4 separate regions of the Mus musculus genome follow, and all the other regions are linked to region 1. The links are chromatin contacts, called in public ChIA-PET, HiCAR-type and HiChIP or PLAC-seq maps. All regions are on one chromosome and are shown on one strand. Each heading gives the region's core, a stretch centred on a gene start, on an enhancer-like site or on the middle of the called end of the contact. The rest is flanking DNA. Distances are from core to core; before and after follow the strand shown. Region 1 holds the start of Pdss1 (prenyl (solanesyl) diphosphate synthase, subunit 1). Region 2 overlaps Abi1 (abl-interactor 1). Region 3 overlaps Apbb1ip (amyloid beta (A4) precursor protein-binding, family B, member 1 interacting protein). Region 4 overlaps Apbb1ip (amyloid beta (A4) precursor protein-binding, family B, member 1 interacting protein).

Evidence for each region. ChIA-PET counts read pairs in DNA pulled down with a chosen protein or histone mark. HiCAR-type assays count read pairs that join an accessible place to other places. HiChIP or PLAC-seq counts read pairs in DNA pulled down with a chosen protein or histone mark.
Region 2: a HiCAR-type map of embryonic stem cells shows a contact between it and region 1, with 4 times the contacts expected there. The contact joins the enhancer-like site here to the promoter of Pdss1 in region 1. A contact is called at or near these places in 5 of 39 promoter capture datasets (the C10 cell line, the HPC-7 cell line, embryonic stem cells and 2 more), 9 of 115 datasets of contacts at active chromatin or transcription factors (the SCID.adh cell line, bone marrow-derived macrophages, effector CD8 T cells and 2 more) and 3 of 9 other capture datasets (adipose tissue, liver and pancreatic islet).
Region 3: an H3K4me3 HiChIP or PLAC-seq map of bone marrow-derived macrophages shows a contact between it and region 1, with 2.7 times the contacts expected there. The contact joins the enhancer-like site here to the promoter of Pdss1 in region 1. A contact is called at or near these places in 2 of 39 promoter capture datasets (hematopoietic stem and progenitor cells and neutrophils), 1 of 484 Hi-C or Micro-C datasets (natural killer cells), 4 of 115 datasets of contacts at active chromatin or transcription factors (the SCID.adh cell line, bone marrow-derived macrophages, effector CD8 T cells and 1 more) and 2 of 9 other capture datasets (adipose tissue and liver).
Region 4: a contact with region 1 is called in an RNA polymerase II ChIA-PET map of effector CD8 T cells, with 12 read pairs. The contact joins the enhancer-like site here to the promoter of Pdss1 in region 1. A contact is called at or near these places in 2 of 39 promoter capture datasets (neutrophils and pre-B cells), 2 of 484 Hi-C or Micro-C datasets (CD4 T cells and pre-B cells), 4 of 115 datasets of contacts at active chromatin or transcription factors (the SCID.adh cell line, bone marrow-derived macrophages, effector CD8 T cells and 1 more) and 3 of 9 other capture datasets (adipose tissue, liver and pancreatic islet).

Annotation. Positions count from the first base shown.
Region 1 is chr2:22,891,725-22,898,008 of GRCm38.p6, forward strand. It overlaps Pdss1 (prenyl (solanesyl) diphosphate synthase, subunit 1), which reads left to right and starts at 3,798. Exons shown (of 11, transcript NM_019501.3): 1 at 3,798-4,038. The coding sequence starts at 3,907. Gm52503 (a long non-coding RNA gene) reads right to left here and starts at 1,646. Exons shown (of 2, transcript XR_003953772.1): 1 at 1,471-1,646.
Region 2 is chr2:23,002,883-23,009,403 of GRCm38.p6, forward strand. All of the region lies in intron 1 of Abi1 (abl-interactor 1), which reads right to left. Among named protein-coding and RNA genes, the nearest start is that of Gm52502, 8.4 kb to the right of the region's middle. Within about 2 kb of position 3,544, at least 122 of the 459 cell types and tissues checked have an H3K27ac peak or open chromatin away from gene starts, as enhancers often do. A contact at or near this core is called in the SCID.adh cell line, adipose tissue, bone marrow-derived macrophages and 2 more, where this site is marked.
Region 3 is chr2:22,819,735-22,826,550 of GRCm38.p6, forward strand. Apbb1ip (amyloid beta (A4) precursor protein-binding, family B, member 1 interacting protein) reads left to right here. Exons shown (of 14, transcript NM_019456.2): 4 at 3,561-3,862. Among named protein-coding and RNA genes, the nearest start is that of Apbb1ip, 49 kb to the left of the region's middle. Within about 2 kb of position 2,802, at least 35 of the 459 cell types and tissues checked have an H3K27ac peak or open chromatin away from gene starts, as enhancers often do. A contact at or near this core is called in adipose tissue, bone marrow-derived macrophages and microglia, where this site is marked.
Region 4 is chr2:22,793,234-22,800,263 of GRCm38.p6, forward strand. All of the region lies in intron 1 of Apbb1ip (amyloid beta (A4) precursor protein-binding, family B, member 1 interacting protein), which reads left to right. Among named protein-coding and RNA genes, the nearest start is that of Apbb1ip, 22 kb to the left of the region's middle. Within about 2 kb of position 3,523, at least 19 of the 459 cell types and tissues checked have an H3K27ac peak or open chromatin away from gene starts, as enhancers often do. A contact at or near this core is called in effector CD8 T cells, where this site is marked.

The DNA of each region.
Region 1 (6,284 bases), core at 2,548-5,047:
TAAGGGAAATTGGTCTGAAGTTCTCTTTCATTGTTGGGTCTTTGTGTGGTTTAGGTATCAGAGTAATTGTGGCTTCATAGAATGAATTGGGTAGAGTACCTTTTGTTTCTATTTTGTGGAATGATTTGAGGCCCAGACTCAAAGGGACTGATATGCATATGAACTAACAGAGACTGTGTCAACAAGCTCAAGACCTGCACAGGTTCAAACCAGACCAAACCTCAGCACTGTGAAGGGAAAGTGGATACAAAGTCCCACCCCTAACCAAGAAGCTTTTTGTAATTGATACCTGGTGGTATTGGGGAGGGGGGGGTGTCTTACTTTTCTTTGTTTTTTTTTGTTTTTTTCCAGAGTTTTGGAGGGTTTTTTTTTCCCCGTTTTCTGTTTTTGTTTGTCTTTTGAAATAGAACATAAGGTTGGGTCAGTAGGAAAGTGAGGGAGAGCTGAGAGGAGTTGTGGTAGGGAAAAGAATATGATAAAAAATATTGAAAAAAATGTTTTTAACAAAATTTTAAATAGAAGTATTTAAAGAAAGAAACTTTTAAAAAGCTTAAAAAATAAGGGAGGACAACTCTTTCTTCCTCTTTCTGAAAGGAAACATCCATATTATCACTATGCTTCAAAAATAAGGCAAAGGGGGCTTGGGAGACAGCTCAGTAGTTAAGAGCACTTAGTGTTCTTACACAGGACTTGAGTCTGGTTACTAGCACCCACAATCTGCCTGTAATTCCAGATCTAGGAGCTCTAATGCTTCCAGCCACCTGGGCACACTAACACATATGCATACATACACACACACACACACACACACACACACACACACACACACAGAGAGAGAGAGAGAGAGAGAGAGAGAGAGAGAGAGAGAGAGAGAGAGAGATTAAAATAGCGGTAAGAGTGACCATGCACATCTGCAGTCCAAGCACTAGGGAAGCTAAAAAAATGGGTTCTAAGTTCCAGGTCAGCCTGACAGTGTCTCAAAAAAGGAAAAAAGTGAACCTATTTAAATGTAAATAAATACCTCATTCATCTAAAAATGTTTCCTATTTCTGATAATGAATACTTTTATTGTAAAAAATATGAACGAAACAAGTGAGAAGATGTATCATTAAAATAGCTCATTCTAACAATTTAACATATTTCAAGTCACTCCATTATATCTAGGTGTACATGTAAGCACATCAGAATGACATCAATAGCCAAGCATTAGCATTTTTAAGGTAGGGTTGTGTTGATAATTCACTGATCTTTTATCTAATAACATTTGAATGTTTCATGTAGTACCTGAACCAAGACATATATGCAATGGTATGTGGTAGTATGTTTATAATTTTTCCTTGACTATTGGACCTACCAAAGATATTTCAATGAAATCATCAATATGACAAATGTCTAAAAGCCTAGCCAACCCTCCAAAACTAAGATGACAGTTTTAAAAATGGTTTAATTACAAACTATACCTGTTCTTACCTGTCAAGACTGGTTGTTTCGTTTACATAAGTGCAGTGACAGAGATCAAAGTTGTTTCTAGTTTTAGCATTTCTTCTAGGCTCTGCCCAACAGTCACCAAGCAACATTCAGGTCCAAGCCAGGCTTGCTATGAAAGAACTGTTTAGTCAGTCTCTCTGTCTGGCTCTCTCCCCCTCCCTCCCTCCCTCCCTCCCTTTTTATTATCTCTGGCCTCTTTCTCTTTCCCTGTCCTCTCTCCCCCTCTCTAGTGATCTCTGTAGGCCTCTTCCCTTCTCTCTCTCTCTCTCCCTCCCCACCCCCCCCAATGTCCCCTCTCTTTCTCTGCCTCTACTCCCTTCTCAACCCCCCTTCCCATGCCCTAAAACAAACTTCATTTCATTTTATACTAGATCCACTTTATGGCTGGTACCTGGGTGGGGGGTGGGGGGGGGACAGAGTGCCTCATCACCTGCTTACAAAACATATTATCTAGATCGTGTGCAACACCCTAAATATAAGGAGTGGATTAGAGACAATGCAAAGGAGACTGAAGAAACTAACCATGTCCTTCAAATATTGACTCTTAGGAAGGTACCAACTGCAAATTTGTGAATTATGTTTCTTCTTGTTCTGCACCATACTTACATTTAAAAATGTTGGGCCTAAAGCTGAACACATTATTTTCATATTTTATATTAGGTTCATATGTCGTAGACCCCAATTCAGTTCACAGCACCCATATTCAGCTGCTCCCAAACACCTGCTCCAGGATCAGACTCCCTCTCCTGGCTAGCCTAGTTGGGTCAAAAGAAACATCTATGAATTATGTGTGTCTTCTTGATAGATTATTAGGAGTCAGAGTTTAGCTACACAACAGTGTTAGAAGCCTTAAATGACTTCACATATATTTCCTAGTTATCTTGCATCTTGGATACTACAGCTCAATGATTTTGTGTCTGTGTTGGTAATGAGGGTCTAACCTGGGACTTGACTATACTAGGAACGTGCTCTTTTGCTTATACCACAACCCACTACAACTTCTTTTTAAGAGCCAGGGCTTTTGTTTTAATCTGGATAATTTTTACATTAAAAAATGCCCAGCAGAATTGTGGATTGCTATCCTTCTCCCTGTGGGTTATTCCTGTTGCCCTACCTGCAAAGGAAGATTACCAATAACAATATACCACAGGTCATAACATTGTCAAAAGAACATGAAAGTATTTATTGCTACACTTATCTAGGCAAAGCCTACCTATTTGATTATTTCATTCACTCATTCATTAAGTAATTTGTGGTGTTGGGATGGAACCCAGGATGTTGTGCATGCTAGGAAAACACCCAACCACTCAGTCAAAACCCTAAACAGCAAACGTTTTATTTTGACAAGTTTCATACATGTATAACCTCCATTTTTAACATAGAAACCTAATAAGAAAATAATGAGCTCAACTTTAGGGTTAACCCTCTTTAAGTGTGTTGCAAACAAGAAAAAAAATTATGATTCAGAAAATTACAGCTGGTTTATTTCTTCCTAGGAGGGAGACTGGGAGGAGAGGGGGGTCGAGATGTAAAATGAATTAATGAATGAATGGGAAAAAAAACATCAACATGGGAAGGCAGTAAACTTCTTCAGTCTCCCCAGCGCTTGCCTCTCATTGCCTCCACCTAAGATTATGGCGTAAGATTATTACGAGCATGTATAATCATTTGATGAAAGTGTTATAAAAATGCTGTTTCAACTTCGGAATAAATCCGACATGCGACAGGCAAAATGAACAAATGAAACAACGACAATAAAAACATTTTCTTGAGCATCCTGAGCTGCACTGTATGCATTAGCAAATAGAGTTGGAAATGGGGACGCAGGTCGGTAATCTCAGCAGCAATAGGCTGAGGCAGGATGGTCAATTTGAACCCAATCTGGTCTATACAAAGCCAATCTGGTCTACACGGCGAGATAAGATAACGAAAAAAAATTAATTTTGCGTAGTTCATTACATCCAAGGGTTGGTCTCCCATATCCAGACATGAACAAAACCGCTAAACTATGCATGTATACATCTCTAAGGCTTTCAGGATAGAGTCCAAAAGCTAAGAGATAAGGTCAACTTAGCTTCTGTTACACAATAACCCACAGCGTAGACTAATTAGAGGAAGTTGGCACGTCCACTCGGAGCTTGGCATTGCGAAAACAATGGCCTCAGGGTTAGCAGGTACCGGAACCAGATTTCTGCACGCTTTGTCCCGCGTAGGACAACAGTTCGGACGCACATTTCTGGATAAAAGCGGACGCGGCTCCCGACTAGAGCCAGTGGCTCCGAGGAGGGTTGAAGAGGACAGGCGACCGGGTGGGGAACAGGGTGCGGCTTCGCGCTTCCGGTGCCCAGCTTCCGGCTCCGGGTTTGGGCTTGGGGCAGAGGCGGAGCTACGGCCCGCCGCGACTTTCAGACTTGAACCATGGCTATGCGCTGGTCGTGCTGGCGGCGTGGCTGCTCCTGGAGGCCGACCGCGGTCGGGAGCCCGCGGCGGGAACGACCTGGCTGTGTGGAGCCTCTCGGAACACGTGCCGCCTCGGACACCCGCGCGCAGGTGAGGCCGGGACGCGCGCGCTGTCCGCGGCGTAGAGGTCACCATGCCAATGACAGCCGGCGATCCAATGAATGGGAGGATGCGCACGTGCGCCGGGGCCTGCAGTCCCCACTGGGTGGGACACCCGGGAAGTGGGACTAGTCGCGGGGCCAGAAGTGCGGAGCTGCTGATCGGGCATCCAGAAGACATTGGGGTTGAGGTAGAGGGAGCGGCGGAGCGCAGCCCTGTTAAGCCGGGGCTACCCGGGTGTGTCGAGAGGACAACCAGAGCCAAAGGGACCTCTGCTTTCACTTTCCTAGCAATTTCGGGTTTCGGATCCAGTTAGCCTCAAAATTCGGAAAGGGTGTTGTAGCGACGCAAAGTGATGCTAGCCAGGGTGGACTTCAGTGCTGCAGGTGCTTACAAGAGAACGCACGCCTGAAAGGCGCTGGAAGGACACTAGAAGGAGAAGAGCCGAAGGGTGTCATGAGAGACCTATGACTTCTTTGAAGTAAAATCATTATCTAATTAGTAATTGCGGATTCTTAAAACTGTCTCCTACTGCGTTTGATTACAAATTCATTTTCTTTTGGTTTTTAGCCCTGTAAATGACTCTCGCTTCTGTGTGAGTTGGGTCAGTCCGTGCCGTGCTTTACCTGGCAGTATCTGCAGACTGACTTTTGAAGTTAGTGTTTTTTTCACTTTGGGTTTTGGAGACCTTTCCGGCCACCGAGTAATTGTATAAGTAATTCATCTTTCATTTTAAAAATAATCACCCACCTCTTAAATTTTAGTACTATTTGGTACATTTCATATGTCAGTGTACTTATCAAACTCTATACTAGGAGGAGATGTGTAACATTTATAAATATGTGGCTTGTACTAAACAAGATGCATAAAACGGATTATCCAAAAAAGAATTTGGAGAGAAAATGCAAGCTGCTCTAAATAGAAAGAATAACAAATAAGAGAAAGAGAGCATGTAGGAAGAATCTTAGAGGAAGATAGGCTTTGTAGGGATCCATTTTGATACTGCAAGCTAGACTTTAGAGGGTTTGGGGTTTTATCTCTATAGAAAGGAAGGAAGGAAGGAAGGAAGGAAGGAAGGAAGGAAGGAAGGAAGGAGAAAAAGGAAAGGAAAAAGAAAAGAAACCTCACCTGTGAAAAGAGTTTTTCTGGAAAGAATCTTTGTCATTGGCATCCATATCCGTTTCCTTGAGCAAAAAGGGAGACTACTTGACCGTCCAACATCATGTTTTTCTCATTCATGTGTTAACTTTCTACTATAAACATATTTAGAATTCAGGTGTCTACTTCAGACATGAGTGCTTTCATTACTTCAGGTCTCTCAAGGACTACAAGACTTAAGGACAATTATTAAAACAAATTTGTTTCTCCAACATAGTATCGTACTGTAGCCCAGAGTAGCCTAGAACTTACTGTCAAGCTAAGCATGGCCCCAGATACATTATAGTAGTCCTGCCTCAGTTTCCACCCCCATCCCTATCCCTATAGCAGTGCATTAGACCTAAGCAACCACACCCGATTTTGTCATTAATTCATATTGAGCACTTTCTCTTATTTTAAAAAGTCAATTCTCAACTAGGTCTGTAATACTAGCATTTGTTAGAAATCAGGAGTTCAAGGTAATCTTTGGCTACAGAGTGAGTTGAATGCCAAACTGGGCTGTATGAGACTTTAAAAACATCTTAAGGGGCAGAGTTGCCTTTCAAAGCGAGTAAATGATATAGAGAGGGAATAGAATCTGAAGTGGAAAAATTATTTTCACTGCCATCCTCAGTGAGCCCCAGAACTGGTTGTAAAGAACTGGTTGCCATTTTAAAACATGATTCTTTCCCTTTGAAAACACTGCCCTGAGGTAGCTCTAAGTAGAATACAGGTTGACTGAGGACCTGAGAATATAATTGAATAGATACTATCTTGTGTTTCTGCAGAACTAATAGTTATAGTTCAGTGGTAGAACACTTGCCAGTCATTGGCAAAGTTCTGAGTTGAGCCCAAGGACTGCAGAGTAAATAAAAATAAGTGTATGCTGTACATTGGATTCTCAAGTTAATTATATATATATATGTATGTATAATATGTTTGAGTATTCTATGTATAATGTGTATGTGATATATATATATATAATTTCTAAGAGTAGTTATAGAGAGAAAAATGTTACAAAGTGGCCCAGCCAGAAATTTTTGATATTTTCACCAAGCTCTGTCCTCTAAGACTGCAATTAACAGTATTTAAGCTACCTA
Region 2 (6,521 bases), core at 2,294-4,793, 110 kb after region 1:
ATACAATTAGCCCCAGGGCTATCCGCAACTTACAGGCAGCTTCTTGCTGCCCCCCCCCCCCCACTTGAGCAGACTGGCAGAGTGACGTCAGCTGATACAGACTCACATTGAGTTTTGCTAAGACAAGACACATGGTAAGGCAAGACCAGTGGAGGACACATGATGCTTGGAGGGAGCATACATAGGACTCAACGGACAGTGATGGGGGCTTGCTTGTAAAGCTAGCTTTGCAAAGGTTCTTGGTCTCAAGTCTTCCCTGACCTTTGCTTCGATGAGAGAGGCATGACAAAGAACTTTCTCCTGGCATCCCTGGTGGTCTTAATTCCTCGTACTGATTTATGCTGATTCAGCTGAGGCTTGCCTGTTCCTGCTAGGTCTTGCCACCACTGCTACTCTCCCAAAACTACTGAACTGGACTGCTGGTATCATCCATGGAGTGTTTGTGAGTGGACTGAGCTGCTGCTGCTGACCTGTGAACTGAACTGCTGATTTCTAACAATGCAGATAGGATTTGCTCCAAAAAACCAATTTCTAAACAGGTACACTTCCTCCATATCCTTTCTTTTCCACTACCTCTGGTGGGTGGTTGGCTAGAAGGGAGGTTAAAGCCTTTACTAAAAAGAGGGTTGAGAAAAAAATTAAAGCCTACAACCTTTTATTAAATAAACTTTTGTAATGGGTAGATGGATGAATGAAAGGAAGGAAGGAAAGAAGGAAGGGAGGGAGAGAGGGAGGGAGGGAGGGACTATTTTAAGGCCTCAAAAATAAGGCATCACAAGACAAGAACAAATTAAGACAGTTTACATCCACCAACTCAGAACTGTGGGATACTTAACAATAACCCTAAATGTAAATGGGCTGAACTCACCAACAAAAAGATACAAATTATAATGTACTTAAACACAGATTCAATTCTTTGTTGCTGCCAAGAAATCCACCTGACTAGCAAAAACTCCCACAGAAGGCATCAGCGAATGGAAACCAAGCACGCACGCTAGCATATTTCTTTTTTTCATTCAATTCTGATACCTGATAAAGTATATTTCAAACCAAAATTAGACAGAACATTTTAAAAAGCTGCATTATATATGAATAAGTAAAACAATCATCAAGAAGGTATACAACTCTAAGTCTATATGCACTAAACATTGTAGGCTCACAATTTCATAAAACAAACAGTGGAGATAAAAGGTCACAAAATCCCTGATTTAATATCCCACCCACTCTTAGCATGTAAGACATTCAACCTAAAGTCAACAAAAAAATTCCTGAATTAAGCTACTCCATAGGTCAAATGCACCTAACAGGTGTGCAGGTAGTATTCCATCCAACAGAATCGGACTATACAGTCTCCTCGGCGGCAGCAGCCCAGAGAAGCCCAATAAAATTAGACATCAGGAGGCATCATCAGACTGGCCAGACAACTCAGTGGGCAAAGGCACTTGCCACCTAATGAGCCCAGTTTCATCCCAGGAGCCACACAGTAGAAGGGAAAACTGATTCCTACAAGTTGTACTCTAGTCCATACTCTAGTCAACCATGGCATACACATGCCCACACAGGGAAATAAATAAATAGGAAATAAGTTCATTAATTAGCTAAGTTAAATAGACAACATTGTAGTTCACAAAGCAAATTACAAGATTACAAGATAATCAAAATTTCTTATATCTTACCAGATCAAAGTGCAATAAAATAGGAAATCAATAGCAAGAAAATACATAAACTACACATACATTAAAACTGAAAAATACACACATGAATGACCACTGGGCCAATGAAGAAATCAGGAATAAAATTTAAAGATTCCTCGAATCAGGAACTGGAGAAATGGCTCAGCAATCATGAGAGCACTTAGGGACCCAAGTTCTTTTCCCAGCAACCATACGGTTGTCTATCAGTATCTGTAACTCCAATTCCAGAGGATACAACTCCCTCCTCTGGCATCTGTGGGCACAAGGCACACACACTGTCAACATACAGTCAAGTGAACACTCATACACATAAAATAAATAGGACTTTTTTTTTTAACTCTAGAAATCAAAAAAAAAAAAAAAAAAACCCACAAAGATGTAACTTCCTAGAACCTTTGGGAATTAGCTAAGACAGTTAAAAGAAAAAGTTCATACTACTTATAACAAGCAGGCTAAATGGAAAAACTAAAGTCAGGAACAGGCAAATGTGCCCATTCATTCCACTGTTTCAATGCAGTATTTAAAGCCATAGCTAGAGCATTAATACAAAGAAAAATCAAGCTACAGATAGGAAAGGATGAAATCCAAGCATTCCTACAGACAATCTGATGGAGGCATTTCTCAACTGAAGTTCCTCTTTACAGAAAACTCTAACATATCAAGTTGACAAAATAAAAATAAACAAATAAATAAAAAATTATCCAGAACACAAGTACCATCATCAACACGCAGCTGTGGACTCTGACTACCGTACTACTTGCCAGGTCCGGCATGGCCTTGGTAGGGACAGAATGACATGGTTCCTGCCCCAGGTACAGAGACAACAGGCCTGGACCCCCACAAGTGTCCACGGCTGCTGTGGGTGTAAGGGTTGTTTGTATAATAATGCACATATTTTACGTTCCCCCTTCAAAGAAGGTTTTCCCTGTAAACATTAATGACTTCATGATAATGACTTCAGAGACAGCGTGAATCTGGGAGGCAAAGCTGTGGCTAACATGGTAACCACTGCGACTTTCAGGACAGCCCTGTGGGGTTGAACTCTGTGAAAAAGAACTCTAAAACCATGATTGCAAAAATATATAATTTTTCAACTATGAAAAATATAAGAATACAATAAAATTATGAGGGACTTCAGAAATGAAAAGTTACAAAAGCAGCTGTGAGGTGAGCCAACTTGTCAGAAAGATGCTAAGGAAGGGGAAAAAGATTTAGGAAGTGGTGGTTGCAAGAGATTCCACCCTGCTAATTTTTTTGTTTATGCTTACAAAAGCAGAAAGATTCTACAGTTCAAGGTCAGCCTGGGACAGAACAAAGTTAAACCCCAGTGTGTGGTAGAAATGGACAGGGTACCACCCAACAAACTTAACACTCTGTGCTTAACAGAGGCAAGCAGATCTCTGAATTCTTTTGCAGTTAAAAGGAAATGTGTACTTGCTTTCTCCCAAGAATTAAGGGGCTGGAGAGACAGAATGCTGATTCTTAGGATAATCAAAAGGAAACCTGGAGTAAATGACTGAATTGATATGTAGAATAAAAGACTGGGTTTATGATCTACAAGACATGAGCTATCCAGAGAATTTTCTTAGAGAATCAAGAGAGAACTGCTTAGAGAACTATCTCGAGCAGAACACAGCTAGAGATCTCTATCTAGAGAAAGTAAATCAGAGAAAAAGAAAGTACCCAGCTTCAGGTCGCTTGTTTTCACCGCCCCCAGACACCCTTTCCTCAGAAACCCTCTCCAAGCTGAGGCTGGTTCTTGGCAACTCCTGACTGGCTAGTCTAGATGTGCCTGCCCCCCACCCCCGCCCCGGAGCCGTAGTAAGAGCTAGTAAATGGGTGGAGTGCTGTGGAAAGTTGTCTTCCAAGCATGACAGGGCTGTAAGACTGAGCTCACAGCAGCATGATCACTGCCCAGGACTGGGTGGCCAAGCTGGGAAGAAATGAGTCAACACCAGTGGGAGGGGAACAAAGAGTAAGGGTGGGGGTGAATATGTTCAAAAAATATACACAGGTACGAAAATGTCACAAGACTACTATAAAAATTAATACATGCTAATTAAAGACAGAAATAAAACTAACAACAAACACCAGCAAGGATGTTAGGGAAAGGAGCCCTACTGATGGACACATACTGCCAAGCCTACCAACCTGATCTGGATCCCTAACACCTACTATGGAAGGAGAGAATGGACTCATGCTGTCCTCTGGCCTCCACATAGGCATGCTGTGGAAATCACATATTACATGTACACACACAAATAGTAACTTTTAAAATTGTAACTATCACATGACCCAGTTAAACCACTCGAATAAATATGAGTCTTGTCATAGCTAAAAAAGATGAAATAGGACTTGGGTACACAGGTAACAAAAACCAGTATGTATAAACTTCTGAATATATTGCTCAACTCTATGGTTTGGCATGGAAAGAGGTGATGTTACTCAGGACAAATTCTGACCCCATCTGAGAAACAAAAGGTAACAGAATATGCTGGGGGCTGGGGGCGGGTGGATTACTAAATATCCCGGGGGAAAGGGAGAAATACTAACCCAACTGGCTAGCTGGTGGTCCCTATACAAGTTCCTAAATGGGGCCTTAATGTTAGGTGGGGGTCCAGAATAGAAGGCATTATCTCTATTCTACCTTAGAGTCTCTGAGAGACCAAAATTAAGCCTTTAAATCACTCACAAATTACTACTATCTGCCAGAAGGAAAAGAGGAGACCCGTGTGGCTTTCCTGTTGAGGCTGTGCCATGAAAAAGTGTAACATAAAGATGAGATTACAGAAAGAGGTCCTCTCAAAAGATAACATTTTTACTCAGCCAGCCCTTGATATTAAAACAGTCTTCAGAAATTTGATTGTTGTGCCAAGCAAGCCACTAAATGATTTGGCTCGCCTACTGTGGTATTCTATAACCTAGATCAGAAGCAGGGGGGAAAGGATAAAGAAAGGCAGACAAGCAACACAGGGAACTGCCAGCTACCATAGGAACTCTTCCAGGAACACAGTCCAGCCCAGAAGGCCCTCCTTCCTCCAAGGAAGGAAGGAAGGAAGGAAGGAAGGAAGGAAGGAAGGAAGGAGAGGGGAGGAAGATGTTGAGTTTTTATTGTTTTTATTTCTATGTGAACTGACGTTTTGAATTTGTATGTCTGTGCGCCTTGTACATGCAGTGCCTGACAAGGCCATAAGAGGGCGTCAGACCCTCTAGAACTGGAGTTACAGGTGGTTGTTAGCTGCCACGTGAGTGCTGGGAATTGAACCCAACTCCTCTAGGAAGCAGTCAGTGCTCTAAGTCAGGTCGGCTTCCTCCGTGAGCGAGAAGGCCATCTTCAACACTGTTTCAGAGACAAAAGTGGCCCCCAGAACCCATTTCATCTATAAAGACAATCACTAGAAGATTCCATGCATTCAGAATCTGTCTATAGACTAAAGTCATCTTTTTACCCCAATGGGCCTGGAGCCTCCCCAAAACACTATGCCAGTCTATCCAGAGGAGCCTGGTACAATCTTGCCTGTAGCAGAACACCAGATCCCTTGTCCTAAGTAAGCCTGATTCAAAGTCCCCTGGCCTTAGATCCCAACAAAATTCTACTATGAAGGGCATATATCAGTCAGCCCCTTGAAAGATATATTACTCAGCCTCTTGCCTGTTCCTGGGGAGATCTTCATTTTTATCTTTAATAGTCCCTGAGACCCCAGCTCCCCTTAAGGGAAGAGGTGTCTTGGCTAAAATAAATGTTACACTCCTTCCCCCAGGACACTCAGTGGAAGTCAAAACGGTTGTTGGAGTATGAACAGATGGAAGAACACAAGTAGGATCAGGACAGCTGCCCAAGTTGCTGAAAGCTTACATCCTGATCACAGACTAAAAGCAGAGAAACAGACACTAGGCCTGGCACAGACTTCTTAGACCTCAAAGACCAACCCTAGTAACATATCTCCTCCAACAAGGCCATACCTACTGCCAGAGGGCCACACCTCCTAATCCAAGAAGGGACCAAACAACCAGAAACTGTCAGAAGTTCATTCTCTTTAGTGAGGCTGCTGCCCTGTGCATTTTGTGGTCCCCAGTCCCTATGCACTGATGACCCAAGATTCCCTCAAGCAATCACCTTCTATTTAGTGGAAGAACTCAGGGATGCCCCCCCCCCCCTATTCTATAACAGCACAGCAGCCCCTGTTTGAATTTAAAGAGCCAAACAGGACAAGTTTCCTGAATTTTCATGCGACAGGAATGAAAACACTCCACATCTGTAGGGCTACCCCTCTTCAAGACCGGAAAGATCAGACACATCACCAAACCACAGTGCTCTGACATGTAGATGGTCTTCTTTTGGGTAGGCCATAAAAACTTAATCTTCCAGCACCCCCGCCCCCACCCAGTCTCTTAAATTTCTTGGCTGAAAATAGGTGTCTCAAGATCAGCCCACCGTACCAACGAAAGATCATCAAGCCTTGGAATCTCAAGGTATTTTACACCCCACCCTCCCTTAAACCTTGAACTAAGCAAGCCTTCCTAGGCATTCTAGATATTGCAGAACTTGGATTCCTGGATATGCCAGACCAGCTAGGCCTCTTTATCAAGCTTTAAGGGAAACTCAAATATTCCATGGATCCCCAAATCTCAGCATGCTTTTCAGAAGCATTTTAAAAGAACCCTCTCCAAGGCTCCTACTTTAGAACTATGCATTCAGTGCATGTTCTATCTGTATGTGGCAGAAAGAAAGTAGGTAGCTTCAGGTATAGTCACACAATTTGTATGTTATCAAAGTACAGACTTAGACAAGGGGTGGCCAGGTGGTCTCAGGGCAGTCACAGTCGT
Region 3 (6,816 bases), core at 1,552-4,051, 73 kb before region 1:
CAGTGATGGGGGTCTCCACGGGACTGAGTCTGACCATGAAACCAAGGAAACGTGGACTTCATGGGAAACAGTGTGTAAACCCTGGACGGTGCATTGTCCTTTACTGTGTCTACATTTAATTAATAAAGTCAATTAGATATTTTCACCTATGATGAAAGAGAAGACCCGCTTCCATTTATGAAAAGTCTCAAGATAAACTTATTGGACAGAGCACAGGGTCCCCAATGAGGGAGCGAGAGAAAGGGCCTGAGGAGCTGAAGGGGTCTGCAGCCCCATAGGAGGAACAGCAATATGAACTAACCAGTACCCCCAGAGCTCCCCGACATTAAGCCACCAACCAAAGAAATCACATGGCTCTAGCTGCATATGTAGCAGAGGATGGCCTAGTCGGTCATCAATGGGAGGAGAGGTCTTTGGTCCTGTGAAGGTTCTATGCCCCAGTATAGGGAAATGCCAGGGCCAGGAAGTGGGAGTGGGTTGGTTGGTGAGCAGGGGGAAGGGGCAGGGCATAGAGGGATTTTGGAGGGGAAACTAGGAAAGGGGATAACATTTGAAATGTAAATAAAGAAAATATCTAATAAAAATAAAAAATAAAAACAACAACAATAAAAGAATCCAAGATTACATGAAGAGGGGGTGGAGGGGGGGAGTGGGGTGTGAATATGTTCAAAATTCACTGTACACGTGTATGAAATTCTCAAACAATGAATAAAAATATTATATACTATAAAAAGGAACTTTCTTATTACTAAGGAGTCAGTAAGAAATGACTCTTCAAGGATAAAAATTAAGTGTTTAATAACAATTGATCGTGTATGAATGGGAACTGATTCCAAATACATTTTATTCTAAATATGTATTTTAAATTACAATCATGTATCTGTATATAATTTACTGTTTGAAACTTTCAATCCTCTGGAGATTAAATCTTTACTTTATAGCAAGATCTTCTTTTCAATTTATTGCAGAGAACTAATCTGATGATCATTGAAATGATGATGAATCTTGAAATAATCACTTCCATGGTAGTGAGAATTCACTGGAACTCTTGGTGTCAGACATTGAACCACAAGGGCAGTCTTGGTAGAACTCTTGAAAAGAGTAGCCAAGTCTTTCAGTGACCCCAAAACATAACAACTGAAGTTACAAAGAAGCTCAGTACAGAACCCCAGTCCTGGCTACTGTCTCCATTTCTCACCCAGCTTCACTGTTTCTGTCTTTTGCAGTATTTTCATGATAAGCCCAAAGGCACCAATGACTGTTGATTGGTCAGCTATAATGCACCTCTTTCTAGTGGTCTCTTTTCTACACTTATTTTCTATACTCTACTATTCACCATAAAACAAAATGTATTATTCCTGCCAGCTATAGTCACTGAGATAATAGCATCCATGAAGTTTCCAAAGAGTAGTACACTTTGCTTAGTACATTTTGACAACCCTGTCTAACAGACACTTCCACTTAGGGCCTCCAGTGGGTGTTTGGTTTGGGAAGGAGTTCCTAGTTTTATTGTTTTGTTAACTTGATCTCACCTCATGATGGAGTTCTGGCCTGAAACTTTCTATGTAGACTATGGTTGCCTTGAACTCTCAGAGATTCACCTGCCTCTGCCTCTGGAAGTGCCACAAATGAGCACTTTATCATCAGTTCCACTAAAATTTAAGTTTAGTCAGTGTTCTTACTGCTGTAGTAAACTCCAGGTTTTCTAAACACTTAGGATTTAGCATCAAAAAAGTAGCAAAGATGATAGAGTCAAAGAAACCCACAAATCTCCAGGCACAGTCCGTTACGATGTGGCAACAAGGGGACAATATGCCCATGGATGGATGGCTTTGGGAGAGGGCAGAACTACCAAATTCCTAATGTATATAGAAAGTTAAATTTGTTTAGAATACTTTTTTTTTTTTTTTTTTTTTTTTTTTTGGTTTTTCGAGACAGGGTTTCTCTGTGTAGCCCTGACTGTCCTGGAACTCACTTTGTAGACCAGGCTGGCCTCGAACTCAGAAATCCGCCTGCCTCTGCCTCCCCAATGCTGAGATTAAAGGCGTGTGCCACCACTGCCAGGTTTAGAATACATTTTTTATTGCCCTCAGTTAAGTTATTGCTAAAATGAGTTAAAAATAAGTTAAACAAGTTAACTAAAAATGAATTAAAAATTCAGAGAATAACAGACTTCAGCATGGAATCCATTTCTCATTCCCCATTCTTCAGTATGCAATTCTACATTGATTAGTAAAAATGTATCTATACTAACACATTTAAGCTATAGCAATACATTTTGAGCTCTTTGACAGATTAATAAGGCATTAAAGAACATTTTAATGTAAATGAACTTTTCTTTAGACAGTAATATAAATTTCATTGTAGGGATTTTATCACTAAAGTGCTTATAACTATATACAATATAGTTATAATTATTTAGAGTAATGTTTATTAAAAGATTTTTTCATTAACAATTGTGACTGACCATGTTAGGAAATTATAAACAAGTTTCAGTTTTGGCTCATATCGCTGAAATTTTTTAAAAATAATATTTTTATGCAAAAATAGTTTATAAAAAAATCTGCTTCACTCATTTTATGGTCAAAGCTTGGAATGAGTGCTGTGCTAGAACTCTTATAATGATGAGCTGTGCTGTATGGCACTGAGGTTGTCCAGCAGGGAGCTGACCCATAGTGCTTTCTGCTTTTTACTAGGCTCCATTTCTGGCACTCCCATTTCCTCATTCTGGGTCATCATGCACAGCGTCCATCCTTTGTCACTGAATCATCACTTGGTGAATGCCTGATTGCCAGCACAATCATCTGCTGATGTTATCCACCAATGCCACATCCTCTGATCCCAGCAAGCTAGCCAACTTGCTGAGTATGCATGTGCCCTTATCTCACAGTTGGGTGAGATCTGAAAGAAATCTCCTCCTTTCTCATCGCTCTAAAAAGCTGTGTTCTCTCTATCTTGTGAAAGCTCTCTGAGTGAGCCCACTGCCTTCACAAAATCTTTACTACTTAGTCTCCTTTTTATTTTCTTTTATTCTTTTGTTGCATTAATCCTGCACTTCAGAATGTAAGGTTCTCGGCGGTTAAATGGGGGGCTTCCAGAGGTTTGCTCTGCACTTCCTAAAGGTGGGTGAAACCCAGCTGACCACCAGTGGGAGAACTCCCCCTCCACCCATTTCCACTTTCCTCTTCCTCTACTCTTCCAAAGCCCAAGGCTCTTGCACCAAAATATTCAAGAGTCCCTATGTAGGCATCTGCTCATGTGCTCAACTCTGACTGTAGCTGGAGATACGCCAGTGCAGAGCACATTTCCCTCTTTTCTTCTTGTTAGGAACTTACTTACACTATGTACTGATTGTATTATTTTAGAAGTGTCAATATGTGAATGTGTTACACTGCATAAAAATACTTCCAACCTTTTTTATTGTATCATAGAAATTTAAATAATGACTCCCACCTATGTACATATTGCTCTTTAAAAAAAAAATGCTTTCAGGTTTTTCCAGGTACAAATAGTTGATTTGTTTTTCAAACATTGATACTGTTATTTTTTTTTCCTCTTAGAGTCCTTAAATGCACTGGAAGACCAAGATTTAGATGCCCTCATGGCAGATCTGGTAGCAGATATAAGTGAAGCCGAACAGAGAACCATCCAGGCTCAGAAAGAGTCCTCTCAGAATCAAGATCGTTTTGCACTTCTGAGGGCTTCGGATGGCCAGGGTACAGCCTCAGGAGGTTATGGAGCAAGTGCTGCTGCTATTGATGTTAGTCACCATGAGGAAGCTTTACCACCTCCACCCGTAGAACCCATGCTAGACCTTCTGCCTCCTCCTCCTCCTCCTCCTCCTCCTGAACTTCTCTCTAAAGTAAGTCCATAGGACCCAAGATGGCAGGACTGTTGCTCTCCATTTACTATCTACCCATCACCTTGGACTTTCTTTGATGTGACAATTACATCTATCAGTTTGTATGCCTAAACCTCTGAGGTACTGGGGAAAAAGAGCAGTGTTGTCTTAATCTGCTTTCTATTGCTGTAACTGAATACCACAGATGTTTAATGTATAAAAGAAGAAAGGCTAATTTAGCTCACAGTTCTGAAGGTTGGGGAATATTAAAGTATGGTTCTGGCACCTTTCCAGTTTTGAGAGGGAGCTTTCTGCCCATGCCCCCTTGCTTTAAAAAGATATCACTGGATCCCATCTTTTAATTTTTCACAAGGGAATTAAACTTCAACATCTGTTTTGGTGAGAACATTTAAAGTGTAGCAAGTATATATGGAGAACCCATTAAGACCAAATATAGTGTTTATAGCTTGGATAAAAGTAATATGCATATTCCTTAACAATACTCAAGCTTCATGGATACTTAACAGCCATCCATTAGACAGAGCACAAGGTCCCCAATGAAGGTTCTAGAGAAAGTACCCAAGGAGCTCAAGGGGTTTTCAGCCCCATAGGAGGAACAACAATATAAACTAACCAGTACCCCCAGAGCTCCCTGAGACAAAACCACCAACCAAAGAAAACACAAGGTGGGACTCATGGCTCTAGCTGCATATGTAGCAGAGGATGACCTAGTTGGTCATCTGTGGGAGGAGAGGCCCTTGGTCCTGTGAAAGTGCTATGCCCCAGTATAGGGGAATATCAGGACCAGGAATGGGAGTGGGTGGGTTGGTGAGCAGCGGGAGGGAAGAGGGGATAGTGGATTTTTGGAGGGGAAACTAGGAAAGGGGGATAACATTTGAAATGTAAATAAGGAAAGTATCTAATAAAAAGAAAAAAAGAAAAGAAAAGAAATGCATGGCTTCTAGGAACAGTTTTTACCAGTCTTTTAAACTCCTCTTAAAAATAAATTGTATTTTTAATTTGGTTACAAAAAAAGTACTCAAGCTTCAGAGGACACGTCTCATTAACTTTGTATGAACTAAGAAGTTGATTTCTATGTTCATTGCCCCTGTTCCTAGCCCAGAATATAGAAAAGAATAGGTTTTTACTTGAGTTAATTTGAATTATTGCCTCTGGCAACCCTTTTCAATAGGGCAAAGACTATGTATCTTTGGGATGCCTTCATTGGGGAGGTCAAAGACAGGTAATAAATGCTTGATATTTATAAATTGCTAAACTTTGTAAAATAACTATATAATCTTCATTTAACATGTTAATTACATATTTTTCAAAAAAAAAAGAGTAAAAACACTTTGAAGACTTTTCTTAAATAGGTCCTTTAAAAATATTTCCAAGTAAGAACCCTGCTCAGTTTCCTGTGGGCTCCTATTGTCCTGAATGGTGGTGGTCACTATCATTCAAATCATCGTAATGATGCTGGGAATGCCTAAAATTTTAAATTTAAATCACATGATAAATCCACATTGTATCACACTCATTGCTTCATCGATTGAGACAAAGCAGAATCGCCAAGCATAGGGCCCCTCGTGGTATCAGGGGGACCATCAATTCCTTGAAAGTAAACACAAAGTTGAGTGTTCAGGTAGATAGTTACAAAGTTCCTCACTTTCAATTGTTCCTAAAGTATCTTGGCACTCAAAATTATTTCAGAAACCAGTGATATTAGAAGAGATAATTCTACTTTCAAACAGTAGAAATGTAACACCTTTTTTCCTTTCATGAAAAACAATTCAATTTCTTATCATTATAAATAAACAAATAAGATTTTGCTGACATGACCCTGATATAGCTGTCTCTTGTGAGACTATGCCAGTGCCTGGCAAATACAGAAGTGGATGCTCACAGTCATCTATTGGATGGAACACAGGGCCCCCAATGGAGGAGCTAGAGAAAGTACCCAAGGAGCTGAAGGAGTCTGTAACCCTATAAGAGGAACAGCAATATGAACTAACCAGTACCCCCTGGAGCTTGTGTCTCTAGCTGCATATGTAGCAGAAGATGGCCTAATCAGCCATCACTGGGAGGAGAGGCCCTTGGTCTTGCAAAGATTATATGCCCTAGTACAGGGGAATGCCAGGTCCAGGAAGCAGGCATGGGTGGTTTGGGGAACAGGGAGGGGGGAGGGTATAGGGGACTTTCGGCATAGCATTTGAAATGTAAATGAAGAAAATATCTAATAAAAAGTTTAAAAATAAAAAAATTAATAAATACATAAACAAACAAATAAACAAGAGAACCTTAATAGTCCTATTGATAAGATTTTACATTATAAAATCAAAGGTTTTATTCCTTTGAAATATAAGGATATTTCACACTCTTTGCTGATGTTCATTTTTGTGTTCATTAGTGGAGTGTTTGTTTTATTTCGTTTTGTTTATTTTGTTTTGCTTTGGAGTTTTTGTGATTTGTAAGGTTAAGTTTTGGCTTTTGTATTAAAATGTAGGCTGTTAAAGACTCTTTAAAGCTTCTAATAACAGCTAGGAGTCCTCCTCTAAATAGATACCATAAACCAAGAGGATGTGTATAATGGTAGGAAGGGCTCAACTCCCTCAGGATGAATGCTTTAATAGGTTCTGTAGGTTGGTATCTGTATTAGTTATTTTTCTGTTGCTGTGATAAAAATACTACTACCAGAGGAAGTTAAGAGTTTATTTTAGCTTACAGCTATAGAGAAATCCCATCATATTGGGGGAGACCCAGCAGCAGGCTTGCAGAGCAGGAAGCTAACTGATCACATTCTAGGCACAGGATAGAAGCAGAAAGCCAACTGGTCATGAGACAAGGCCATAGACTCTCAAAGCCCATTTCCACCCATGTACTTTCTCCAGCAAGGTTCCACATCCTAAAATTTCCTGCACTTCCCCAAACAGCACCACCAGCAAGGGCCAAAGTTCAAGTACATCAGTTTATGAGGG
Region 4 (7,030 bases), core at 2,273-4,772, 99 kb before region 1:
TTACTCAGGGATCAGTACTCTGGTTTCCAGGCTTCCTTCCTATCTTCCTATTTTTTTCTCAAATACTTGATGATCTTTGGTTGTTACTTCATTTCAACGGAAGGACTAAGATAACACAGAAAGCTGCTTGGATTTTCTCAGTGGCTGTAGCTAGTCATCTTCTTGACTAGGAGTCCAGGCACAGGGCTCTCCAGATGATCATGCAAATGTGTAGACAGGCAGCTCTTCCCTTCAGGTTAGAAGGTGGTCAGACCCTCAACTCTCATTGAGTGCTATTTGCTGAAGCCAACAAGCCATCTGTCAGAAATGAGCATTAAGGTGCTAAGCACATCTTCCCGAGATGTTGACATTTCTCTTTCTGCTTTTCTTGATTGTGATCGATTGGCAAATTGATGGATTGGATTAGTATCTGTTGTGAGGTCCCAAGCTTTTTGGGCACTGGTTACTTGTTTTGAGGGTCTTGAGACCAGTGTGAGGAACCAAAGAGGTACTTCTCTGTACTATAAGGTGTAGATTCAGTGGATGAACAGCTGTTACTATCCTTTGAGTTCGAACGTGTTATTTTGTCATTCCAGTGGAGAGTTAGGAACAAGCACAAGCTAACCCAACTGTCGGAAACTGGAAATTTTTAGTCTATTTCAGACACACAGCCCTCTATTGCAAGTATCACTATTGCCAGGGTCTCTGTGTAGTCACTACTATGAATAGTTACTGTGCTTATGCAATTATCATAATTTATGAATCAAGTTTTCCTGTCATCATTTTACAAGTGAAAAATAATGTGGGTTTTCCCCAATAACATAAGTAAGTTAATCAAGATCATGGAATAGTTGGCATTGAACCCAAATCTGACGCACTCAGCTACCATATTCACACTGAATATGTTTCTGATGATAGAGTAGCTCCCAGGTACCATTTGAATGGTTATCAAGAATAATTGCAAGTTCTTAATTCATTGCTTTTGTTTTGTTGACACATAAATTAAATATATAAATAGCTTTAGTGGACTAACTAAAGCAGAGAACTCTGAAACTCTGGTTTCCATTTAAACCTGGCTTTCCTTGAAGCTGAAAGGAGATAAATGAAAAGGTTGCATCATAGACTCGAGAGAAAGAAAAACATAGTCAAGGAACAAATGGTCTCATTGTCCACTTATCAAAATTCCCCTTTAAGAAACTGTGTGTAAGTATCCCTCACAAAGTAACTGAAGAACCTCACCATGGAGACGAACAGATAAGCTTCTTTGCTTCATAGATTGGCTCATGTTCTAATTAGCTGTTACACTTCATATATAAGTTTATTAAACCACTATGCAATAAAAAGTTACTGTGGCGCTCAAAGACAAGGTCATTCTTAGATAGTTGGCTTATTCAAGGATACAGACTTCTACATGTTCCATGACAAATATCTCATAATTGTGAATTCTAGCATGTATTCTATACTGTGATGATATTATTATTAACTATATGATTAATAACAATTGTACTTCCTGAACCTCCTGATGGATTCTCCAAATGACATTTTTAAAGCTAACATTTTATTGAAAAAATTTTGTTCATTTTTTGTGGTTCTCTGACATGATTACATATATAAATGCCATTCATAATCTACCTGGAGTATAGAAATGAATTTATGAAGGTTCTAAAAAATAAATATTGTAGGATATTATAAAGACAGTTTATATGGAATTAAGTTGATCATAACAACAAAGAAAAACAACTCAGAATAAAACACAGTATGTTATGAATAATTTTCTTGATGTTTACCATCTGTTAGGTGTCTAAATGTACTATTTTTATGTACTGAATTTTGACATAAACTGACCATTTAATGGGCAATTTTATATATCACTGATTCTGTGCATTACTGAACATTGCACACACAGCAGAGCTGGCTTGTCTTAGCTCCCCAATGTCTGGAAAGTCCTCTTTGGAAAAAACTTGAACAGCAGCATCAGCCCTTTTTACAGACCCTCCCAGTGTCAAGTTTTCTAGCCAGGCTCTTTGTCAGAACCCAGCGAGGTGACTGTCACACAGTCATATCCTGTCTCTGTGTCATACTGAATTCTGCCCCAGGAGTCTATGACCTGCTCAGTTTCAAAGGATATGCCTTGGACTGGACTTAGTCTCTCAACCCACGGGAGAATCAGGGTTCCAGTACTCAGGTATGCAAGGAGTCAGTGGGGTGACAAACAGACACGAACACCAGAGAGAGTGTTGAATCTGAGTGTAATTTCTCAAAGTGAGCATCAGACTTATATTACAGAAGAAGAAAACAAGGAAGTTAAGTGATACATTAAGGTCATCCAAGGTACACTGAGGTTGCCCAATGCAAAATGACTCTTTACACAAAACAGAGGAATGCATACATAAAAGATAACAGGAACTAGGCAGTGTTTACAACTGGGATAAAATCAGTGTTTACAACTGGGATAAAAAACAGCCTCACCTAAGGTCAGCTTATTCTTAGAAGCCAGGGGCAAGGACTTCCTGCCTTCTGATAGTTAATCCACCTTCTCCCTAGGCCATTGTAAATTCCTGTGTATGGGAGTGACTCAGCTGTTATTCTAAGTATTTACTCTAGTTCCTTCTCAGACCACAACCTTCCTTCTTCCTAGGCCATTGTAAATTCCTGCACATGGGAGTGACTCGGCTATTATTCTACATTGACTTTGTAGAACTAGCCCTGAGGTTTCTAGCTCTTCTCCAATAAATTGTAATGCCTGATTTCTTTTACTATCTCTCTGTCAACAATGGAGGCTTTTCATCTGAATGAGTACCATTTTTACAAAATTCAAAGTCTAAGGTTGGCTCAACGATTTCCTAGGATATTGGAACACTGGTGGAGGCTAATCTAACTTAGCTATATGTCAAATCATTCCTTGGAGCTGCTTATAAAAAAACAATATTGAAGGAAAGCACACAGATCCATTCACTGTCTCACATAGGGATAAGTTTGGAACATTCATGCTACAGGGTGCCAAAGCTCCAGGAGACTAAGTTTCCATGAAATTCTGCCTCAGAACTGCGTCCAAGCTTTTTGGCTTGTCATGCAGACTTCACTGGAGTGGGTGTGGCAAGGATGGGACATAGACCTATCCACAGACAATTTCTTAATGGGAGAAGTGTCTGATTGGAAGTGTAAAAGTGAAGGATTAGAAACCAAGTTTAAAACCATAGCTACTGTCATAGTTAGACTGTGAATAGGACTCTGTAAGAGTAAAGGAAGGAGATACTCCATCATCCTATAGAAGACCAGCAAGTTTTAGCTTCAAAACTATACAGCTTGAGGTGATGTATCATGCCTTTGGTCCTAGCACTCAGGAGGCAAAGGCAGGAGGAATCTCTGAGTTCAAGGACACCTGATTTACATAGTGAGTTCCAGGTTAACTAGGACAACAAAGTGAGACTCAGTCTCAAAGGGAAAAAAAAAAGTTCATGTGGTTACTCAAGACAGGAACATAAATGATAAGAATGAACCCAAATACCCAGCACATAAATCATAACACAGTTTCCTGTCAGCCTGTGTACTTCTAAGCAACACAGTGTGTTATGGTTTCTAGTGCATCTTATGTCACTGAGACAACAAGGAGTATGAGGGGTGCCATCTTCCTTGCCATCAATATTAAACAAAAGCAATTTTGGTTTGGGGTATATTTTTTGGTTCTCTTGGTTTCTTTACATTCTGTATTCAAATTTCTGTCTGAAATTTTGCCATCTACCCACAGGACAGCAGTTCTTAATTTTGTATGCAACAGAGTCACTTGGGAGTATTACAGTGCAGGCTATTCAACCTCCTAGCCCAGAGTTTCTAATTTAGTTGTTTTTAGATGAAGCCCAAGATTTGCATTTCTAACATGTCTGTATGATTTTACTCCTGGTAGTTGGAGAACCTGCATTTGAAAACCACCACTGTAGAGAAAATACAAAACCCAGCCCAAAGATTAGCTCTAACCTCTTCATATCATTCAGCCACATGGACTACAGGTGCTTTCTTGCATCTTGTACAGTCCTTGTGAGATTTCTGTGCCATAAGTATAAATGCAATGCCAATAATGAAACCCATTATCACCACTAGCTAAGAATCAATACAGCAACAATTTAGCAAGCAAATTTGACATGATCTTTCATTTAACTATTATGAAACTCACTGAAATGGTCCCTTCTCATGGATGGAGAAAATACAGTTGTGTTGAGGTGACATTTTTTTAGCATTGTATAGTAAAAACCCAGATGAATATGGTTGTTTCGGGATGCAAAGTCCATATAGATGACAGCTGTATACCTGCATATATGCCCAGGCTGCTGGTCTCAGCTCCTTACTCCAAGAGCATTGTCAGTCTTTTCTCTCTGCTCCTACCTTTGTGACTTTCATATTGCTGTGATAGAATACCTGAAAGTACAGTTCAAGGGGGAGAGGTTTGTCTTGGCTCAATCTCAGAGCATTTAAGTTCTTTATAGTGGTTACCATGCTGCAGTGCTAAAAACTCTCATCTCATCTCTGGTGAAGGGTCTGGTCTGCCCCATGCCACTCAGTGATCCCCTAAGCTGTGGTCCTCTGATGGATCCATATATGACAATAAAAATAGGAGCTATCACAATGTACCCTGAAAAAGCTAACAAGACCATTTTGGGAAACTATATTATGCAATCTTTAAAATTGTAATTAATGGATTACCTAGAATGTGTGTGGGCATGTAGTAATTCAATTCCTTTCTTGCTTCAAAACAACAGTATTGTCAGCAGTATCTTCACAGAGGGAAAACAGTATTTACTAAGAAACTCAGGAAAAGAACTAAATTGCCTTTCTCACTGAGGGGGAGTGATGCAGCCAGTGGTAGAACAGCATGTGTTTAGTGTACACCATCCTAGACACAATGTACAGGGCAGGAACAACAAGGACAGAAACAAAGAAACAAACAAAACAAAACCCACCATCTGGATTGCCTTTTCCCACAGCATGTTTTACAGAAAAATAGTTTATATAAACTAGCTATGGTGATTTAAATAAGAATAGCCTCCACAGGCTCAGATATTTGAATACTTAGTCACAAGGGAGTGGAACTCTTTGAAAGGATTAGAAGGATTGGGGGCTGGGGCCTTGTTGGAAGAAGTGTATCACTGGGGGTGAGCTTTAAGGTTTTAAAAGGCCATGGCTTCACACGCCTCCCCCACACCTGCACCCCTCCACCCCAACTTCTGCCTGTGAATCAGGACTTATGTCTCAGCTATTGCTCCAGTGCCATGCTCCCTACCATGATAATGATAGACCAAATCTCTTAAACTTTAAGGAAGATCCCCATTAAGTGCTTACTGCTGTTTTTCATTTGCTAATGAGTTGCCTTGGTCATGGTGTCTCTTCACAGCAATAGAACAGTTACTAAGACACCAACTGAAATAGAAGAGGCCTTTATAAGAGAAATTCAAAGAAGTCACTGCGACAGCGGATGACTGCATGTTCACAGAGCCAGGTTGTGATTGTTACCAACAGCCTCACTCAGGGAGACTCTAGTGCCAGCTACAGAACGTCAAATGAGACAAGCAGGAAATCCCTCTTCTCACACAGAGTCAAGAAGTGGCTGATATTTTCTGTTTTATCCTTAAACCATGCTTCACATCATTTTTCTGAAGAGCACATTTTGAAAAGAAAGACAAGTTGTACATTTCCAGCAGTGGAATGGATTAAACTTCAGTATTGTGTGTGCTCATGTGAAAGATGCTTGGAGCCATAAAATAACCGAAAAAAAAATCTGAATGACAGAAAAGATAGCAATTTATAGTTGCAGTGTTCTCAGAGTCACCTGGGTTATTTCTATTATCTCATTCACTTTTTAAAATCGGTCTGGGGATGACATGTGCTGAGCACATGTTCTGCTCTGCATTTGAGCTGTAGCCCCATCCTGAATAGGTTTTGGGTTTGGTTGGCTGGTTGTTTTTGTTTGTTGTTTGTTTGGTTTTTGTCAACTTGACACAAACTAAATTTATCTAGGAAGAGTTAGAACTGAGAAAATGCCTCCATCTGATTGCCTGTGGGCTAGTTTGTGGGACATTTTTTAAAAAATTAATGATTGATGTGGGAGGACTCAGCCTATTGTGGGCAGTGCTAGCCATGGGCACTTGGTTTTAGGAGGCTTAAGTAAGGATGAGATGAGAGCCTGGGGAGCAAGCCAGTAAGCAGCATTCCTCCATAGCTCTGCCTCTTTGAGTTTTTGCCTTGAGTTCCTGGCTTGGCTTTCCTCAATAGACTCTGAACCCACATGAGCCCTTTCCTCTCTAAGTCACTTTTAGTCATAATGTTTTATCACAGCAGTAGAAACCTACAGCATCTCCCACATGACTCACCCTAGCAGATGTTCTGTTACCACCTTCAAGGAAGGTTATCTGAACACTTGGAGTGACAGAACTGTCACTTCTCAGCTGACATCTGGAGAACACTCAGCAGTTATCAAATGTAAGTCCTAAATGTAGATTAATTTTTTTCTGGGGACAGGGAGACTACACTAAATATTAGGAACAACTTAACATAGTAACAGTATAGTAGCAATGAAGAACTCGTGAGCTTCTTGACAAGGAATGGGGAAGCTTCTACTTCTGCTTGTTGTGTCCTCTTCCATTCCCTCTGCCCGCTCAGCCATGTACTCTCACATGATACATTAGGCCACCACAAGCCAGAGCACACCAGGATACAAGATGGCTGTTCATTACCAAAGCCAAGTCAGAGTCTTGTTCTTTACTGTCCACCTTGTGATTTATGGGCTTATTAAAGAATGTGTTGTACTTTCTCTATGTCTTGTTTGATTTAACAGAAAAGTTTGTTTCAATGTTGAATGACGTATTGTTAGAAGTCTGCTTTTCCTGAATGTCAGTCAGCATTGGCTTCGCAAGCATTACTAATCAGTAATATTCCATCATGGATCAGCCAGCCTGCCAACCTCTGTTGAAAAGGAAAATTACTTTTTGAGTGCTTGGGGAACCTCTGCTGCTTTGATGGTATGGTCTGTAAACAGCTGTCTTTCTTGAATGATAGCTTT